Regions from separate parts of the Canis lupus genome. Here region 2 is linked to region 1. The links are chromatin contacts, called in public Hi-C maps. All regions are on one chromosome and are shown on one strand. Each heading gives the region's core, a stretch centred on a gene start, on an enhancer-like site or on the middle of the called end of the contact. The rest is flanking DNA. Distances are from core to core; before and after follow the strand shown. Region 1 holds the start of LOC100684983 (cytochrome c oxidase subunit 7B, mitochondrial). Region 2 holds the start of PGK1 (phosphoglycerate kinase 1).

Region 1 (2,697 bases), core at 118-2,617:
TTTCTTCTTTCATACATGGGATGAGCAAATTTAGAAACATTTCACAACATATTCTGCTCTAAAGCAGTTAAAAAGTGAATGTGTGAATTCTACATTGAAAAAAAAAAAACAAAAAACTCCTTCTGAGGTACAAGGCCCTACCTACTCAAAGGGTAAATAAATAAGTTAAAATTACGAAACAATTCTGCAACATCTCGTGACCTCAAAATTCAGGTCACCCAAGTGGATTTCTTTAGACCTCTCCACTGTAATAAGAAATGGTTACTATTATCTATTGGTAATCTCATATAATCCTCAACAATTGTATGAGGTAGAAATAATTTACTAACCCCCTATTTTACAAAGGAGGAAAATGAGGTTCAGAGAAAAATCCCTTGCCCAAAGTGAAAGAAATAATAGATGTGGCTTTTGAAATATTGAAAAACAAGCTGAGCAACTCTTTTTTTGGTGACTGTCAAAGCTGTTTGAGTGTTTAGAACTCAGTCTCGTAATACCTTTAATGACTCTAAACTGAAAATAAAAGGATAGCTAAGTGGTAATTGCTTAAGGTCACTTTCAATATTAAATAACTGCTCACGTTACTCAAGGTCACCTTCACTGCAAGTCAAGTACGGAAATGAATTGTCTCTTTCCAATATAATGCATTCTCAATACACACGTCTGGTCTCAAAATTCGCTCGTACCTGCCTGTTAGATGAGAAAAAAATTACAACTATTTTCCTATAAGCTAATACTCAATTAATAAACAACAAAAAAACATAAAAGCTGCAGTGTTGTCTCCTTGCAATGAAACCAGAGAAAGAGCTAGATTTACAGTATCCTTCCATTACAGTTACAGGATTAGAAAAGGAGGTTCTTCTCTTTGAGGGTAAATGTATCCTCAAAGCTAAAATTTACGAAATTACTGAAGGAATGAGTAGTGTCCACCAAGAATCTCCTTCCCTGAAATCGTATTAAGCGAATTTTAAAAAACAAAAAACTATGCTATGACTCTGGTAACAGAAAATGAGCTGAGAACCAAAACGGAAACACCAGGCGATAAAGTTAAAGCTAAGGACAGCTTCCCAATTACTTGGGGCGAGGTCGGAGACCTCGCATTTTTAATTAGGAAATCGGGATGTAGGTGGAAGGAAAGGGCGCGAGAGACTACCAGGACAAATGCGTAAAAGGCGGTTGGAAATTATTTGCTCATAATTTTTGCTTACCTCGGAGACGACTTAGAGCGTTTCTGGCCACGGGAAACATCCTGAAGCTGAAGGCAGAACGGTGCAAATGCGGTAACTGCTTTGCTACAACTTCGTGCTAAGTACCCTTGCAAAGAGCCCTGAAAAACAAAATGGCTTCCGGCTGGGCTCTTTAATGAGATTTAGAGAAATCTCGCGAGACCTGTAAAAGAAAACCCCAACTTTATGGAAATTTTAATCCTCTTTACAGGCAGGAAAGATAAAGGTTTTTTGGGAAATGTAGTTTCACGCTTCGTAGGTGAGAGATGATGGTATTCAGTGAAGAATGAGAGAAACTCCACCACCACCACCACCACCTTGGAGCCAGGTTTAAGGCTGTGCATAGGAAAACTGAGATGCTGATCTTAGACTGAATAATCAAAGGCCCTAACTTCAAGATGGTGTTTCAGAGGCTTGAGCTTGTATTTCGCTCCACACTAGGAATTCTTTTGAGTCCCCCAAACTTTCTTCACTTCTCTAATTTTTTTTAATCTCCTATATACTATATACTATATATATACTATATACTCCTATATATATATACACACATACTGATTTAACTTTTAATTTTGAGATGATTTCAAATTTAGAGAAAAGTTGCAAGAATAGTAAAAATAAATAAATAAGTAAATAAATAAATAAATAATAAATAGTAAAAAAATAATATGTAGATAAATGGGTGATAAAGTAAATACAACAAATGGATTGTAGAATGGATATTCAGAGTACAATTATTTCACTTTTTCTGTTCTTTTTTTTTAAGATTTATCTAAAATCTTAACCTTTTTTTTTAAATGACTTTATTGCACTGGGTTTCCATGAATCAGAGACAACTTTTAACCATTAGGTGTCCTGACTTCCCATTTGTGAAGAGTGGCATGACTCTGACCAAGAAGTATGGTCCTTTTCATGGGTATTTTCCATTTTTTTTCTTAAGTAGAAGCCCAATTAGAAGTTATTTATTTGTTGAATTGGTTGTTTATTGATTAGCAATAGTGCAGATCTCATGCTAATTGGGAGTTCAGAGCCAAACACAAGATCTGGCATGACGGCAAACACTTTATAAATCTTTTTAATCAAGTGAATGAATTTCAGAGGTGTTTAGCAAATCTAGTTTAATAATATATTAGCTTCATTTCTGACTACAGATTGAGGCGGGTGCACACTCTTTGTACCATATGCAATTGTTATATCCCAGACATCAATGATACTCACATTAAGATCTTGAAAAATTTCCTTAAGGGCAAGATACTGGACGTAACCATGAAAGACAGATAAATTCATGAGAGACACACAGAGAGAGGCAGAGACATAGGCAGAGGAAGAAGCAGGCTCCACACAGGGAGCCCGATGTGAGACTCAACCCGAGACTCCAGGATCACGCCCTGAGCTGAAGGCAGATGCTCAACTGCTGAGCAACCCAGGTGTCCCCACTTTTTCTGTTCTGTTTCTGATATTTTCATAATAAAATATT
Region 2 (2,697 bases), core at 76-2,575, 180 kb before region 1:
GTGTCTGTTAATATCTAAAAGATGCCCTCACTTGAACCAGCCCAAATTGGAAAAGGGGCTGGATCACACCATTCACATGCCTGTCCATCAATCAATCACGTCCCAAAAAGGACAGGGCTGCAAAGGGCTATCAAGGCAAGCCCTATGACGCGGAACGCACCACCCTTGGATCCTATATCAAGGTATATCAACAGTCATTCCATGAGTTACATACCTTACTGTCCTGCACTTTGCTCCTGAATTGCAAATATACCAGACATTACAAAAAGGATAAATATAAAAGCTCCATACACCATACTACTAATTTTGGCATATAAGGGAGAAGTCATGTGGGTAAGTGACCAGGGATCCACAGGTGCAAAGTAGAAGACCCCAAAGTCCATGGATAGCCATCCTCACTTCTAATATCCTGCTTCTCTAGCCATCTGAGAGGTGAGGTTGGAGAACAGCAAGAATGAGCACCCACACCCTGCTCTACCATTACCCAGCATGTGTCACAATTCTGATGAAAACCCCTGTGGCCTGTAGTCCGACGGTGTCATGCAGAGGCCTGTTACATAAGCTCTGCAGGGCCTCCTTCAGTGTGCCCCACCCTTCCTCATCCTCCCATCCCCAATGTTTTAGGAGGTTCTATTCCTGAACATCTAAGTCAACATCTTCTGGGAAAATTACCCTTTTGTGCAGGGGCCTTTGAAATGTGTGCCTTTTCTCATTTATCTGGGATGATCTAGGGCGGTGGGGGAAGGGAAACCAAATGACCTTTCAAGGTCCCTTCTTTGGGGCCTAGGGATTTGCTAGCTAAGCATTAGGTCCCACCTCGCCTGCTGGGAGCTGGAGGCGACGTAAGTGCATTCAGGAATAGGAAAGAGGGCAAAACTGGTCCCGGAATTGAACCCTTCTTTGGTGGATCCACTTCCAAAGGACAAAAACGGCTCCCTTTCTGCGCTGAGGCAAATGAGATCAGAAACCATAAAACTAGGGCAAAGCCTCAGCCACAATGGTGGGAAGCCTCATTCTGCAGGCCTAGAACCCATGGGGCCGAGCCAACGACTAAAAGCAACTTTGGGCAGGGGAGGAAGCAACTTGGCTCTGGCCGAAGAGGCTGCGGCCAAGCCCTTGAGGGAGCAAGAGCAGATGTGTATAATTACCTCATGACGACCCGCTTGCCCTTCACGTCGAGCTTGTCCAGAGTCAGCTTGTTAGAAAGCGACATCTTGGCAATAGAAGGGTTGCGAGGCTGAGAGCTTAAACAGCGGAGAAGAAAGCCGCCTGCGTGCGCTACAACCTCGTGCGGAATGTAGAGAGCGGCCCGGGCCACCCCGCCCCACCTCCCGCCCCGCCCCTTCCTCAGCGCGCAGCGCTATTGGACGCGGCCGAAAGGCGCCAGCACCCTGCCATTGCTCCGAGGCACTGTCTGTCTGCGAGGACACTGGTGAGACGTGCGGTTTTCATTTGTCACGTCTGGCACGTAGCAAGCTGCCCAAGACCTTTGTGACTTGAGGGCGGGAGCTGGAGTCGGTCCACGGAGTTGGCTGGGGGAGGAGAAGGGAACTGGGTGGTGCCTCCGGGCGGATGAGGAGGGAGTGAGACGCCCAAGGCCTCCGCCTAGGTCCCTGCCGCTGCCAAGCCCAGAGCAGCTGCAACGCCCGGCAAAATCCACAGAAGCGCCGTCTCCCACCCCAGGGAATTCTTGGCAGCCCCACCGGGATAGATGCAAATGGCACTTCCCTTTGGAAAACTAATCTGGTTTCCTGGCTCCCCAAAATTGAATTCTAAAGTAAGGCCGCCAATTGCCCTTGATAACTGAGACCGATCAGAATTCGGGAAAAGCTCAGGTCCCTCCTAGATCCCCCTTTTTTATAATAAAAGTTCAATGTAATTGTTCTGATTTTGACACAATGCTAATTGCAAACAAATAGCATTTTTCATATATTAACTAGTAATGGCCACAAAACTCGGAAGTAGATATTGCCTTCCTCATTTTACAGATGAAGTAAATGATGCAAAAAGAGGTTTAGTGACTTGCTTAAGATTTCAGATTTTTCTAAGTGGTGGACCCAAACCTAGGCAGTCCAAATGTAGAGTCCATACATGTAACTACACTGTAATACAGACACCATTGCCGGGAAATAGTTACTCCACGTCCCACATGTTTGTAGAGTTGGCTGGAATTGTAAGCATGATTTGGGGTCCCCGAGAAAAGAAAGACGAGATATAACGACGCCTACAGACCAGTCCGAGGACCCAGACAGAGTCCTGCAGGACCAACCAAGAGTGTCCTTGGCTTCACTCAGGATAGAAGTCAAATGTGAGCCAGCAGGAAGTGAGAGCAGAGTTTATTGAAGATAAAGACAAAGCAGATTCAGATGAAGCATCTGGAAGACTTGGAAAGGAAAGAAGCATGTCTTCTTTTTGTTTGGGGCCTGGGGGGGTTTACTGAGGATGACTGTCTGGTATACGTGTCCCCTCAGGCATCCAGGAACCTGTTAGAACAAAGACTAGGTGTTATTCCTTGGAGCCAGAGGGCCTTAGCATCTAGATGTCTAGCACCAGTGGTCTGGAATATGCATATGATAGCGTCCTCCTTTCACTCTCCTTTCCTCAGATGTTATCTACTCTAGAGAAATCATTAACTCCCAGTCTTTTACAAGGAGGATATCTGCTATTTGCACTACAGGCCATGTGTAAAGTAGGTGG

The links. A called contact is a pair of places that touch in the nucleus more often than the background predicts.
Region 2: a Hi-C map of blood shows a contact between it and region 1, with 2.7 times the contacts expected there. The contact joins the promoter of PGK1 here to the promoter of LOC100684983 in region 1. A contact is called at or near these places in 2 of 9 Hi-C or Micro-C datasets (amygdala and blood).

Annotation. Positions count from the first base shown.
Region 1 is chrX:60,334,335-60,337,031 of UU_Cfam_GSD_1.0, reverse strand. It overlaps LOC100684983 (cytochrome c oxidase subunit 7B, mitochondrial), which reads right to left and starts at 1,367. Exons shown (of 3, transcript XM_038587765.1): 1 at 1,206-1,367. The coding sequence starts at 1,245.
Region 2 is chrX:60,516,312-60,519,008 of UU_Cfam_GSD_1.0, reverse strand. It overlaps PGK1 (phosphoglycerate kinase 1), which reads right to left and starts at 1,325. Exons shown (of 11, transcript XM_038587778.1): 1 at 1,149-1,325. The coding sequence starts at 1,213.